Linked DNA regions of Mus musculus: regions 2 and 3 are each linked to region 1. The links are chromatin contacts, called in public HiChIP or PLAC-seq and promoter capture Hi-C maps. All regions are on one chromosome and are shown on one strand. Each heading gives the region's core, a stretch centred on a gene start, on an enhancer-like site or on the middle of the called end of the contact. The rest is flanking DNA. Distances are from core to core; before and after follow the strand shown.

Region 1 (4,902 bases), core at 1,240-3,739:
AATTCTCATCTCTAAAATCAATTTTTAAATTTCTCCTAAGCCATATTTTTAAAAGTATGTCCTTAAAAGCAATGGCCTCAAATAATGGCTACCACCCCACAGGTCACCAGCCTGCACAACAGAATAACCCACTAAGCAAAACTTGGAATTAAGATGTTCCTTCCAAACAGCCTGAAATAAAAATTAAATTAAATTTTAAAAAAACCTGGGCTCATATCTAGACTCTCAGCACAAGGGTAACTGAGGCAGAAGTTTGAGGCCATCCCGGGATATGAATGAGCTGCAAGCAAATCTGGCTAGAGAGGCCCTATCTCAAAACGCTGCTCCCCAAAAGACCAGGAAAACTGTATCCACCTAGGCATGGTGGCACATGCCCACAAGCCTGGCACATGGTGAGGTAGAGGCAGAAAGAACAAGAGTTTATGGCCAGCCTCAGACTATTAGGAAGCCTTCATCTTCTTATCAACATCCATTAGGACTTTTGACACTACACCTAAAACACATATTGGATGCTGTGTTCCATGTTGTTTGGACTGCTTTACTGACAAATGCTGTGCACACCAATTTGCAAAATGCTGTTCTAAATGTGAAGCCAACCACCAGCAAATGGTAAAAACCAAACTGACCCTCTGTCCTCACCTGGAAGGCCAATTTGAAAATAAAATGTTAAGCAAATAACTATTATAAACTTTTATCATCACCCAATGATAAGTACTACTACAGAAAAAAAAAAAAAAAAAAAAAACCATGAACATGCCTTCTTCTTTAATTACTGAGAGACTCACACTATGTATAGCCCAGTCTGCAAGACATGCTCCTCCTGCTTTGGCCTCTCCAGTGACATATTACAGAAGCGCACCACTGCGTCCATTCCCGGTATTTTTGTAAGGTACAGATTTGTACACCCAGGAGACCTACTGGTATTTACCAGCTTAGGTCTTCAAATCCAAGGGGCCCAATGTTCCTCACCTGAGGAAAACAGGCCTCAAAACAGCTTTTACAAATGATGCAACCTGACCCGACAGGAGCATCATTTATGCACCTAACTGCCACCTCCCAACAAGAACACCTGGTTTCTTGAAAACAACCACGGAGATCCTACACACTGCCCCGACCAGTTCCAGGGGCTTAGACGCTTACACCCAAAGTGATAAAGTTCCTCGCCAATTCTAAAAGGAAAAGCCTTGTTTACTTTCCCGACAACTCGGAACAAAAACAAACTGAAACCCACGCGCCACTGCCGGTTGGAGCTCTAAGGCCACTGTTCAAAGTCCCCATCTGCAGCCACCCGATTGCCCTCTCCTGTCGGATCCAGAACTGTACTCGTGGACACTTACATAACATCAGAGAACAAAGTAAATACAGGAAGGTCCAGCGCACAGCCTCCGTCACGTGGCAGGGACCGGAGGGGTGGGCGGGGCTAGGGAGCTGTTGACAGATGTGTCAACCAAAGGGGGAGGGGGAGGGGTGGGGAACCCCACGGAACAAGAAAGTCTCCTAACTGACCCACGGTTGTCGTCAAATCAGACTCAGGGCTACTCCAGCTGCTGGCTTCCTTTCTCAGTCATCCTTCGCTAGAAAGTTAAGGGGGCTCCTCCCCGAGACTAAGTGCGGCGCGACAGGGAGGGGCGGTCAACGGAAGGCTGCAGGAGAAGAGCCATGTCTAGCCTATGGGCGTGGGACCTTCAGAAGTTGGTGACTGGGCACGCACCCCACCCTCTAGCCAATGGCCCAATCTGGCACATATACTGTCTGTCCTCGGTACACCCAGAAGTCTCGTTTGGCAACATTTACTTTTCTTATTTCTACCCATCAGATGCAAGCCGAACTGGGAACACCCAGTCAGTCACCTAGTAGTTTGTGGAGGGTCACTGGGACTCGGATGGGGAAATGACTCATTAAGGTCAAATTACTGTTTCCCTGGGAGGATGAGGAGAGGGTACAGGGACGTGGGGCAGATGTGTGACAGCCTTGGGAGTTAGGTGTAATGGGAGGTGAAGAGATGAGGGGCTAGAAGAGGGCAAGCGCGGACTGGTGGAGGCCCAGAAGAGATGACAAGCGCTAGGGCGAGCAGAGGGGCACAGGAGACGGTTGGGCAGGAAGGAGACTCGCGCCCTGTGGTGTGTGACAGGTGAGTTCAGGCAACCCTGCAGGCGTGGCACCCCGGGGTCCCACTCACCGGGCGCTCGGGGTAGACTCGGCTCAGGTGGGCCTTGAGGCGACTCACACTCCAACTGCGGTCGCCACTCAGCTCCAAGTCGCGGTGGCGCTGATTGGGACTCTTCACCAGCAGCGTGACCGGCTCGGGCTGTGGCTCGGGCTCCATGTCTGCGTCGCTGGCGGCTCGACTGCGCTCAGGGATGCCGAACGGGCGGCGACGCAGCCGTCTGAGACCACACAACGACACTTGGCGTCTTTGGGACACGCGCCCCCGTCTCGGGTACCTTTTATGGGCGCCCCGTGCCAGGGCTCCGCAGATAGCGCTCTCTGTGGCTGCCATCCATTGGCTGAGACAGAGGTCAGTGTCCAACGTGGCCCAATCAGCGCCCGGAGAAAGGCGGCGGAGAGGCGGGCTAAGCGCGGGGGTGCGGGCTGATGCAACCCGCCGTGGTTGCGTCATCCTGAGTCCCGACAGCGGCGCGGGAGCGGGTCTTCGGCGGCCATGTCAGGGTGCCCTCTGGGGCGCTGGTCCTGTTCAGGCTCCTTAGCGCGGGATGCGTGCGGTGCCTGAGCCTGGCGGCCTGCCTGACTCCCAAGATCAGCAGGCTCTGCAAATTGTGCCCTCACAAAGCGGCCCTCCGCCCTTTCTGACCCCAGGCGCCTGGGCATACGTCTGTCCGCTTGCATTTTCCCTGGTGGCTGCGCAGCCTGGCATCCAGGGAAGCCTTACGAACTAACCAGGCCTTAGAAGCGAAGAGAAACCAGGCCTGTGTTGCTCTGAGCTGAGAGGATGAAGGATTCGGGCACTTTCCAATGTGCCTGCAGCAAATTTAACGATGCATCAAGTGTGGAACATACCCCTTATAGTAATGGCACTAAGTGCCTCTTGATTGACAAACCCTCTAGGAGACACTGGAAAGGGTCATCATTTATGAACTAACAACATCTGCTGCTTTTAAATTGGGGTTGCGACAAGCACAGCAGTGGTCTCAGATACCTGAAATCTGACCAGAGGCAGTGCTCCAGTGTTTCCTCTGAGTTTGAAAAACAAAACTGGCATTGCTCCGGCCCATCTTTGTCCCAATCCTGTTGGGATACCTGGGTTTTCAGCCATGTCCAGAGCTTACAGAGGTCAGAGAGGTGATAGGAGAGTCCTGTTCGGGAGATGGTTATGTGAGTTTGTCACACAACCATAAGAAAGTGTCGTAAACTGGAGGCTCGAGCAACAGAAGTTTATTTTGAAGCTGTAGAGGCTGGAAGTCTGCGACCAGGGGTTAGGGCAGCATTGCTTTCTTTGGGGGCAGAATCTGTACCACTCTCCTAAGTTCTGCAGGTTTGCTAACTGTCCTTGGGACTTCTTAGCTTTGGGGAGTATTTTTCCAATCTCGAGCTTTCCGATCACATGGCATTCTCCGGGTGTGCACCTGTGTGCGTGCACATACACGGGTGTGAGTGTATCTGCATCATCTTTATGCGTATCTCTGTCCAGTCTCTCCCCTGCCCCCTTTATAAGGGTATCATTCGCATTGTCGTGGCTAAAGACCTCATCTTAACGATTATCTTTCACAAAGATATTTCTAAATGCCATCACATTCTGGGGCTGAGACGTCAGCGTCTCTCTGGAGGACACCCTGCACCTCACCGCAGCGGCATTTGCCAGTGGTCCACCAGGGACACGCCGCAGAACCTCAGCTGCTTTCCTTCCCAGGTTTTATGTTGAAGACCACTGAGGCCAGTGTGGTGTTACAACATAAAGGCCTGCATCAGGAGGCAGAAGCAGGCAGATCTTCAGAAACTAAAGGGCAGCTAGGAGGGCTCTGTCCCTTTGCATGAAGACTGGCCCCCCAGGGCATGTGATCTCTGCCACAGTGATCTTCACATTTGACTTAATACCCTGTTGTTTCTCTCTTAAAATTATTTTTGAAGATTTATGCTATTTGCGCGTGTGTATGTATCCCTGTGCCTGTATGTAGGCACAATGGTGCAGAGACCAGAAAAGAGTTTCCGACCGAGGTTCTCCTCCACATTTCCTTTGAGGCAGGGTCTCTCCCTGAACCTGGGGCTACTGCTTTCTCAGCGAGCCTGGAAGTGGCAAGCACCAGCAATCCTCCTGTCTCTCCACCACTCAGAGCTGGAATCACAGACGTTTGCAAGGGATGCCCAGTTTGTCCTGTGGGCGCTGGGATCTAAACTCTAGTCCTCAGGATTTTGAAAACGTGAGCCAACCCCCTGAGCCACCTCTCCCACTCCACCTTCTCTCTAAGACTCCCTTCATAGGACTAATACTTTCATTTTGCTCTGGGCCCCAGAAAGTTTGAAGCTTTCCCTACCTGATTCTTCTGAATGGGAAAACATAGCTAATTATGATATCGTAGGCTCGCTGGCTAGGAACTGCAAGTCGGGGAAGATTAGATAAGACAAGCAGAGACCTTGGGGAGACAGCTTCGAGAGACACGGGCCTCACTGGGCAAATGAAGTGTGCCTACAGAAAGCTTTCCCCTTGCCTTCAGGGACAAACCTCAGCATCCCTAAGAGAGCTTGTCCATTTCCACGAAGTACTACTGGGAAAGGATGGGCTTGGAATATCACTTGATGGTACCAGGCTTGTCTAACATTCATGAGGTTCTTGGTTTGAGCCTCAGTAGTGGAGGGGGGGTTGCTGGGGGGGGTTCTGTGTTGTTGACTTTACCTTCCCTCCCCCCAAGAAGAAAAGCACATCCAATTTGTTTCTGTCTTAAATTT
Region 2 (4,902 bases), core at 1,568-4,067, 190 kb before region 1:
TAGCCAGAAACTATAACTGCTGATAGCTATGCTAAAGAGATGAGTAATGCCTAGCAGTTTCTGGAATCCTCAGACTGCAAACTAGTGGGACATGCCTGCCTGTTATGCCTGCACTCTACTCCACCGAAGCACTGCTGTTTGCACATACAGTTGTAGCTTCTGACTGCGAAGCTGCTTTTAGCCAGTCTGAGGTGCTGCTCAGTGCTTTTCCTTTCTCCAGTGTGCCTTCCCCCCCAGCCCCCTCAACACACACACAACAGCGCCTGGGCCATGAGCAGCCAAAAGCAGCAGGCTCTGGCCTGTTTCTGTCTCATGGAGGATGAAGGGAGGGAAGGGGGAGGAGGGAACAGGGATGCAGGACTTAGGAATTCTGTGTGCCCTGCTTCAGAACGAGCCTGAGAGGTGCTCTCTCGTCGCTGGTCCCAGCATCCATTGTTTTTTCCCTTCCTATGGGTGTGAGACAAGCGAGCCAGCGAGCGAGCGAGAGACACTGGGTGTGTTGGCACTGACACACTGGCAGGCAGGCAGAGGAAGCTCCTCAGATTTAACGTGGGCAGAGAGGGCCCTGGATCTCAGCCAGCCCTTCCTCTCCCCTTCCAGTATTGACACGGGTGCCTACCAGCAGATGGTGGGTTTCCTTCGCCCATCGCTGATGCCTGTGAGCGCTGCCATCCCTTGCAGAGCCTCCCAGTCCTAATCTTTCCTGACTGTCAGTGCAGGCCTGTCAGCTCCCTCCTGACAAACAAGACGTTTAGGTAAAACTGCAAGCACCTTCTGCCTCTTGTTGTCACTGTTCCGATGACTGTGCTGCCATCCCCGCAGCACGTACCTGTATCTAGAGCAACCCTGAGCTGTTTCGGGAGGCAGACCAAGACATCAAAGTCCTGAGCATCACATGGCTTGACTTTCCAGACCAACGAGTGTGCTTCATGGTCTCGGTGGATGTTGAAAAGATGGCAGGGTTGCAGAGTTTAAAACTGTCCGCTAACTTTAATTTTTAGCCCTGTCAAGCCAGCTCTTGCTGTGCACCACACCGGCTTCCAGCTCTCCCACCACGTGAAGCTGATGGTGTTGAGCAGTCCTGGGGTTCTTTTCTTTTTGACAGAGTCTACTGTGTAGCCCAAGCTGGCTTACAAACTTACCATCCTTTCATTTCAGCTTCCTGAGTGCTAGGATCACTGGCGAGTGCCGCTACACCCAACTGTGACGTCTGCTTTTGGTGTTTCTGGTGGCCTTTTTACCGTAGTTCATTGTGCCTAAATGGTGTAGAAGCCTGTAATTGAAACACCACCTCTGTGGCAAAGCAGGCCAACCAAGGAAAGCAGGATGAGCAGAGAGAGAAGGAAAACCCACTTTGACCCTCAGAACACAGTCATCTGTGTACCTTGGCAGGTCTCTCCTGGGGATCAGATTAACCAGGGACCAAAAATACTTGAAGGAAAGATTCCCTCTGTGCTGACCATGTATATATAGACTTTTCTTCTTCCCTATAAATACGTGAGTGTAACAATTTCTAGCATATCACCGTTCAGGCATCGTAAATTGTTATAAACCAAGTAAGCTAGGAATGACGGAAAGTATGGGATCCGAGTATAGGCCCGAGTAGGTTCTGTGCAAACAGCATTTCACAGACAGCACTTGACCCTCTGCGCACGTTGACCTCTGGTGGGGGATCTATGTACCAGTCCCACCAGATATCCTGCCTACATTCCTGGGACTTTCCAGTGGCTAAGAAAGTAGAACAGATGGTTGGGGTTTGTTTCTTTCCTTGTACATTCTCTCGGGTGGCAGAATTCTTAGGATTCTGAGACCTCTTGGAGAAAGCCAGCAGCAATCTGTTGCCAGCTCTCTCTGGGAGACAATGTCCCGTGCCCTCCGTCTCTTCCTGACATTTGTCTACTTGAAGCTTCTATGGCTGAGGAGGAAAGGGACCTGAAATCAAGTCACCTATTATACAAATCTGGGAGGCTGATGTGACTAGACCTAGACAGGTAGCTTACATCCTGCCTTGCACAGCTTCCAGAGGTCCCAGGACCCAGCAGAAAGTTCCTCAGACTGAAGTAAGAAATGCATGAACAGCCAGGCAGTGGTGGCACATGCCTTTGATCCCAGCACTTGGGAGTCAGAGGCAGGCAGATTTCCGAGTTCGAGGCTAGCCTGGTCTACAGAGTGAGTTCCCAGGACAGCCGGGGCTATACAGAGAAACCCTGTCTCAAAAAAAAAAAAAAAAAAAAAAAAAGGAAGAAGACATGCACGCACACACGAGCACCCACTAAGGTGCCTTGTCAGAGCCCCACCCCCAAATTTGTTTTGTTTCGTTTGTTTTGGGTCTTTGCTTCCCAGCTCTCCTGAATTCTTCCCTTTTGGTCAGCTCCTCACTTAAGAGAAAAGCTTGGTTTGCCTGGACCAGCCCCTTAAGAGCTATGTCCTTCCACCCTCCATAGATATGCCATGGTGATCTCATTACAGGTAGACAAGGTCCTTCACCTAGGAAAAGGGAATAATACCAACTTCCTATAGTCATACACAAACCACCTAGATTAGAAGCCTCCAGTGTCTGGGTAGAGTATCCTGAGTGCATTAACATGCTGCACTCAGGTTTGTATGGTTCTGGCACTCCCCACTTGTAACTAAAACACTGACATGTTGGAAGGGTCAGATCTGGTTGTCAGCTCCACCAGCTTCTGCCTTAGCTCCTGTTAGCTAAATGTTAATTGCTTAGGCACACCGGATTCTTTGGCTCAAATGTCCTTGCTGTGGGTATGTGACTCAGCTGTCATCTTAGGCCCCTCCAGGAAAAGGAAAGCAAGCAAGCTCAGTGGCAGTGAACAGTCATTTGGACTTGGGTGGCTTCTTGGCATCCTGTCGTGCCCAGCCCAGTTATACATGCTAGAATGGAATTTGAGTACTTGGTGCATGATGCTCATCAACACTTTAGTAGTCACAAGTTGCACAGTCACACCCTAATGACTCTGTCATGGGCTGGCATTGTTCCCCTACCTGCTAGAAGAATGGTTTCAGGGGGAGTTGCAATAGCATTAATAGTCCTGACCTGCCAGCATCAGGAGAGACACAGAAAAGCCCCATGGGAGACAGGCTACTCTTGTTTCTGTGACACCACTGAGGCCTGCTCTGTACAGGTCAAGCTGTTGGAGGGATACACTGCATTATTTTAGTGGACTTGTTTTTCATTCTGAAAAAGCACTCTGAAGCCAACCCTTCTATACATTCTATAGAGGAACCCCACATTCCCAGAGGCCCAGTGACTTATCTGGGTTGTCCTGCTATAAGACAGAACCAGATTTTTTTTTATTATTTATGCCTTTTAAAGGCTGGCCTTCTCGGTGTGTGTGTGTGTTACGAGACTGACTCCAACAGTACACAGTCATCTACCTGGAAACTATATCCACTAGACTCCCTTGTTTGCTAAGCCAATTAGTAGCTGGGTGTGATAGCAGACATCTTCAATCCTAGCTACCAGAAGACAGAAACAAGATGATCTTCGTGAGCTCAAGGCCAGCCTGGTCTGCATGGTGAGTTCTAGGGCAGCCAGAGCTACATAGTAAGATCATGTCTCAAAAACAAAAAGCAAGCATTTGGTGGCCACAGAAATTTGCTTCACATTTCCACCATATACACCATGGCTCCTAAGATTGGGACCTACCTAGTGCTGACCATTTCCAGCAGCTAGGAAGGACTACCCTGGAGAAGAAGGCAGAGAAGGCTTAGTGTCCACAGAACAGTGTGAGGTCATTAGCAGCTTGAGCGGGAAAGCCCTTTGGAGATGCTAAGGGAGATGCTGGGGTAGTAGGATATACGTGCACGATGGTAACCACACCTCCATCCGCACTCTGCCTGTCTAGTAGGCCTGGTGTGTTTCCGTTTCTGCAAGATCATGCATGGTAGGGCTGTGGAAGGTTCACAAACAGTGCTGGCATGGGAGCTAGAAACGTGGTACAAAGTAGAAATGTTCCCTGTTAGTCACGTCTGCTTGTCAAAGGGCCTAGAACTCCGAGAGAGAATATGGGTGTGGAGGGAAAGGAACAAGGAAGGGGGCTGGGGCCAGGCTTGTGACGAGGAGGTACGTGCTAAGAGGAACAGCGGGAGCAGATAGAACCTTGTTTAAGGTCCTGAAACTTAAACCACTGCATTGCCTACTACATCCAAGAGGAGAAAGTGGGGGGCTGCAACCACTATTTGGATGCCATGTCCTGTCTCAGTTTCACAGGAATCACTACTGGTGACGGGGAATGCATGTCCCCATGAGGAAGTGATCTCACTGAATCCTCAAGGATAGGGGTGAGGAATCGGGACTTCCTATTGGCTTTCTTTTCCAGTTCAGTGAGTGCCCATTGACCCTCACTAAGGAAGGAGCTTGACAGCCAACATCTGAAACTCCTTTATTACCCTGAGTTTTACAAATAGAACACAGTCACAAGTATAAAAACAGCAGACCACCATACAAAGTATGCAGTAAGGGATATACATTCCTTCTTGCAGCTAGTTACTTAGAAAAAGCCAGTTATGATTGTAAAAATTTTATTCTCTTTAATAACAATAATTCCACTAAAATTATACAAAGTACATTCAATACTTAGAGTGGCAGGAGGGTGGGGAGAGGAAGCCGATTTGTCCTGGAAGCATCATCCATTGACTCTGACAAAGGGAGCCCAGCTGGGCTGGGGAAGTTGTGGGTGGAGGTCCAGTTGTAAAAAATGAAAACGTGGACTGGTTTTAAAAAAAAAAAAAAAGCCACCCACGAGGAAGCGGGGTGAACGTGCATGTTCCTGGGGAGGCCGGGGGCTCAGCTGGCATGCTGCGGCTGGGCATGGGCTCAGGCAGGCTCTGAGTTGGTGGGGGGCAGGTTTTTATGCTTGAAATACTGCACTACTTGCTGAGGCA
Region 3 (4,902 bases), core at 1,451-3,950, 150 kb before region 1:
TCGCAGGGCTAGGGGAGGGCAGAAGAGGGGAAGGCAGGAGCACCTAGGAAGTCTCAGCAGGTACAGATCCTTTCTCCTGACAGGAGTGCAATTACTAGAGAGTGCTTTTTCCGTCTTCTGTTCAAGCGTCAGAGCCCAGTGAGGTCAGCTCCAGGTAGGGGTGCATTACTTCTTTACACTTGGTCTGAGTAGAACGAACCTTCCTACCCTGGCCTCTCTGCCCCTCGAATGGCCCAGAGGTACCAGCATCTGATTCCAGGACTCGTCTCTTAAGCGCCCCCCCACCCCCCGGCAAAAAAAATTCCAGAAGGAATGTTGGATGCAGTCATGCGAATCAAGTGCAGTAATATTCCCAGGAACAATGGGATGACAGCTGTTCCCAAGTGCCTCCCGCACCAGTCACAGCGCTGACACACAAGCTCCTTGTCATCTAAACGGATCCTCACAACTACCTTTAAGGAAGCACACAATTACCTGGAAAGAGAGGGGGACAGAGAGTGCACGCACACCTCACTATTATACAGATAAACTGAGGCTCCATTTTGACCCTCTTCTTCACGTGGTCCCCTGAGGGTTTTTAATTCTTACGGCACTGGGGGAGGGCTTGAAAGGCAATCACAGACCCTCATGAAGAGCTCTCCACGTGTAAGAATACCTGCCCCGTTTCCTGGCCCTAGCCTTCCTACTGGCTCTGCAAATGGGCTGGTATTGCCGTCGGCCCTCGTTTCACAGATGGAAAAACACCCAGAGCCAAAGGGTGTGTGTGTGTGTGTGTGTGTGTGTGTGTGTGTGTGTGTGTGTGAAGGCATGAAGGCAGGAAGGCAGGAAGCAACAGAGAACTCAAGCATCCATAGCCTTTGTCCCTGGTTTTTCCATGCAGAAATGCATCTGATGAACTCTCCCATTCCAGGGGCTCATTATCATCTGAGGACAGCCCCAGAGTTCACTGGGCCCCCTGCCAAGGTGGCAATAAACTCTCGCTTTAGTGTTTGTGTCTGGTCAGTTTCCAGGAGGCCCAGGAGACGGTCCTACTTTACAGAAACTGGAAATACACAGTTGAGACCACCATCCCACTTCCGGTCACAAAAAGGTGTTCAAGGCCAGGTAAGTCTCTCACAACTCCCATATTGGGACTGTTCACAGGCCACTAGAAATGACAACCCAACCCAAAATGCCTCCCTTCCTGTGGGAGAAGGGCTCTCATCCAATGCAAAAGGCAGCATTCTTGACCTCACAAGGGGAGTTGCAGCCACTTGACCAGAAGTCAGCAAGCAAAGAGCTAGGAGTCAGTAGGCACCTCTGGCCCTGACTGCAATCCTGAAGCATCAGGGACCTTAAATTGTTTCTCCTGGACAGCAGCTTTCCTGACAAGAAGGAAGGATGACCAGGCCCTCCCACTTTGACGAGCCCACGTCAAATCCCTTCTGAGCCCATGGTGAGGGAGCTATATTCTGGAAGAGTTTAGCTCTGCCTGGAAGAAGGCAAAGGGAGGGGATCTCCCCAGGCTGGAAAGCAGGACCCTAACCCTGGACTAGGGAATTCTCAGCAGGAAGCCTGCCTAGCAACAATGCCTCCAAACAAAGATGCGGTAGACACCTCCAGGGGCAGTATAATACTCCTTTCTATCTCTGAGAGGGGCAGTATAATACCCCTTCCCATCTCTGCGTGACAGTTCCACACCCCTACATGATGGTGGTCTGTGGTCAGACAAAACAAAGGGCATCTGGGCTAATTCTCAAAGGCCTTTCCCCTTTCCCCTTCCCCCAGAATTCTTATAGGGCAGGAAGAATCAGAGTACAAGGAGGACCCTTTGAATGGCCACCCAGCTCCGGACTGCTATTGCACCTGTGACCTTGGGCACTCCCAGCCTCCTTTTGAGGTAGCCCCTTATCCAAAGACTAGTCAGCTGTACCAAAGACAGGATTCGGGAAGGGAGGGGAAGAGAAGGAAAAAGGAACATTAGTCTCCTTTATTTTTCCCAGGAGCACCATTGTGGGGATGGGGAAAAAAAGAAGGGCTTCTCGCTTCCTCCTCCACCCCTTGAAACACACAGGTGCCAGACAGCTTTTGCGCAAAAACTAGTTTGCAAACACACTCCGACTTCTGGAACGCCGCCCGGCACTATTCCCCATCTCTTCTCCCCAGTTGGAGCAGGGAGTCGGCCCTAGAGCTGATCCCGAGTAGCGCCAGGTCCTGGTCAGGGTGGGATCAAAGGGCGCGCTCGCCTCCAAACAATTGTGCTGGCGGCTGCGATCGCTAGCCCACAGCCGCCCTCTAGACATCTAACGGTGGAAGAGGGTCTCCTAAATAGCTAGCCAGTGTCCCCGAAGCCGCCCATCCTCCAGCCGCCCCCCGCAGACGGGCGCCCCCGCGTGGCCGGGTGGGAGCTGAGCCCCCCCCCCCCAGGCGTGCTGCGGGGGGCGGCGGCCAGGGACATCGGAGTCCCTTCGGCTGAACCCACTCCCCCTCCAAGCCCCAGGCCGAACTTGAGCGCACACAGTGCCCGGCCCGCCCTCGCCGCGGACCCCACTCACCGCGCTTTCCGCAGCCTCAGCGTGCTCCGGGCCGCCGGGGCATCCCCGGGCGCTGTGCTGTCGGCCGGGCGGCGGCGCGGGACAGGCTCAGGGCGCTACCCGCGCGGCCGTACCCACTCGTGCGCTCGCCCGGGCTGGGGCTGGCCCTCCTCGGGCCCCGGCTGCGGCGCGGGCTCCTCCCTCCAGTCGAGGGAGGATGTGGGCGGGAAGCGGGCGCGAGGCGGGCGCTTCCTGGAGGGGCGGCTCTCCGGGCTAAGCCGGAGCCTGTCCCGCTCCCGGCTGGTGGCCCGCGAGGACCTGGATGCAGCAGGCTGCCACTCCGAGCGATGCCGCGAATTCGCACCCAGCGCCGGGCCCGCCGCTCTGGGCGTCAGGCACCGCCGAGCTCCCCGCGTTGCGCTCCAGTTCAAGATGCGGGGACCCGGGGGTGCGATCTCCTGGTCCGCTAGACCCCCGGGGCGCCGCCCGCGGCTCTCACCCTAAAGCGCGCAGGGCTCAGCACGGAATCCTCGGGGAGACGCCCAGGACTTGCCTCCGAGCTGCGCACAAGAACCGCAGTGTTTTCTTTTTTCCTTTTTTATTTTATTATTATATATTTTTTAATTTCTTTCAATAGCGTTTTCTTGCCGCCTGAGACTGGGAAGATGACACATATTCCCGTGACAAAGACGATGAGATAAAGACGTTCGGAGTGGGGTTTGGGATCAACGGGAGAGTTGAGGCCTCCCCTCTGTGCAGCCAGCTTTTGAACCAGAGGCACCAGTTCTTAAGGGACTGTTTTGTCGCTGGGCAGCTGGTGGTCGCTCAGTGGTATTTTGTACCCTCGGAGCAAGTAAACCACTGGACATTACCACACGGAAGCTCTTTTAACCAGATTCTGTTGTGGGAGGTGTAGGGGGAGACATGGCTGTCCAGAGGTCTTAATAAGCATGGCCAAAGCCCTGGGCCCTGGTGTACAAGTCTCGGGATTGTGGGGCTGAGCGGTAAAGCCTTGCACTGAGGTTGTAGGTTTTCTATTCCAGACAGATAAGAGTTAATGCGGGAGACTCACGCTGCAGCTCTGAGCTCCCTCCACCTCTGAGTCACAGGCACTTTGCAGCCTTAGAAGGGCCCCCACTAAGCAGCCCTAGGGCACAGAGCTTTGTTCTCTCTGCCTGCCTGTCCCCGGAGCTTTCTGCTTTTCTCCAGATTCTCCTCGTCTTCTTGCGCAGAAAGTCCTCCATGCCCTCTGCTCAGCTCTGGGACAAAGCAACCTGTGGCGCCACTTAGAGCAGAGGTAGAAAATGGGGACCGCAACGTCTTCTTCCAGACTGTGAAGCAATGGCAGGTAGAAAAGTAGATGGATGAGAAGTTCAGGATGAAAGGCAATTAGCACAGAGACCCAACTCAGCTGTGGGACTTGACCAGCACTTTTCTAAGAACCCAGAAGAATATGGCGATTGGGGGGGGGTGGGTACGGAGGGGAGGGGAGGGAAAAGATGTCACTAGGTCTTGGTCAGGAGGGCAGAGTACTAAGGTCAGGGGTCACAGCAATTCCATTCCTAAGTACCTACCCAAGAGAAATGAAAATGTTTGTTCAAGCAAAAAGTTGAGCATGAATGCTTGCAGTTCAATAAACATTCTAGCTCAACTTATAGACATAGTTCACTAGAGCCAAAATGTGGGCAAGATCCAATATATACCAGCAGTTCATAGGGGAAAGTTCAGTGCAAAGTCCACACAGTGGAATATTACTCACCCAGGGAAAGTACTGACATATTAAAGTAGGGATAGTTTCAAAGGCAGCTCATCATAAAAGGCCAACTGGATAATTCCATTTTAGAAAATGACCAGAAGAGACATAGCCACAGAGGTAGACAGGGGATTCTAGTCATCCGGGCCTGGGAGGGAGAATGGATGTGGTTGCTCTTTGATACAGGGTTTCTTGGAGGGAAGAAAAAAGGGTTTCAGGGCTGGAGAGATGGCTTAGTGGCTAGGACCACTGACTGCTCTTCCAGAGGTCATGAGTTCAATTCCCAGCAACCACATGGTGTCTCACAACCATTTGTAACGGATTCTGGTGTACCCTCTTCTGGTTTGAAGTGAGGGACAGTGTACTCACATGCGTTAAATAAATAAATAAATCCTGAAAAAAGGTTTCAAAAGTAAGAATTGGATCTGGAATGTTTCCAAAGGCTCATGTGTTGACATTTTACTCTATAAATCATTTCACTACTGGGAAGTACTGGAAACTTTAGAGGAAAGTTACCCAGTCATGCCCCTGAGGATGTGATCTCTCTCAACATCACGAGGTGTGATGTTCTGTCTTCCTGAATGTCCAGTAGTAACAGAGCCAGCATACCATGAGCCAAAACTACAAGCCAGAGGA

What was found. HiChIP or PLAC-seq counts read pairs in DNA pulled down with a chosen protein or histone mark. Capture Hi-C pulls out chosen DNA fragments and counts their contacts.
Region 2: a contact with region 1 is called in an HNF4G HiChIP or PLAC-seq map of pancreatic cancer cells. The contact joins the enhancer-like site here to the promoter of Herpud1 in region 1. A contact is called at or near these places in 2 of 39 promoter capture datasets (neutrophils and pre-B cells), 2 of 484 Hi-C or Micro-C datasets (both in cortical neurons), 4 of 115 datasets of contacts at active chromatin or transcription factors (bone marrow-derived dendritic cells, embryonic stem cells, microglia and 1 more) and 3 of 9 other capture datasets (adipose tissue, liver and pancreatic islet).
Region 3: a promoter capture Hi-C map of adipose tissue shows a contact between it and region 1. The contact joins the promoter of Cpne2 here to the promoter of Herpud1 in region 1. A contact is called at or near these places in 12 of 39 promoter capture datasets (the 3T3-L1 cell line, 3T3-L1-derived adipocytes, the C10 cell line and 8 more), 1 of 484 Hi-C or Micro-C datasets (embryonic stem cells), 1 of 115 datasets of contacts at active chromatin or transcription factors (pancreatic cancer cells) and 3 of 9 other capture datasets (adipose tissue, liver and pancreatic islet).

Annotation. Positions count from the first base shown.
Region 1 is chr8:94,384,016-94,388,917 of GRCm38.p6, reverse strand. It overlaps Herpud1 (homocysteine-inducible, endoplasmic reticulum stress-inducible, ubiquitin-like domain member 1), which reads right to left and starts at 2,489. Exons shown (of 8, transcript NM_022331.2): 1 at 2,180-2,489. The coding sequence starts at 2,326.
Region 2 is chr8:94,570,011-94,574,912 of GRCm38.p6, reverse strand. Cpne2 (copine II) reads right to left here. Exons shown (of 16, transcript NM_153507.2): 16 at 4,384-4,902. The coding sequence ends at 4,835. Among named protein-coding and RNA genes, the nearest start is that of Gm38555, 5.2 kb to the right of the region's middle. Within about 2 kb of position 2,817, at least 35 of the 459 cell types and tissues checked have an H3K27ac peak or open chromatin away from gene starts, as enhancers often do. A contact at or near this core is called in pancreatic cancer cells, where this site is marked.
Region 3 is chr8:94,530,826-94,535,727 of GRCm38.p6, reverse strand. Cpne2 (copine II) reads right to left here and starts at 2,700. Exons shown (of 16, transcript NM_153507.2): 1 at 2,535-2,700.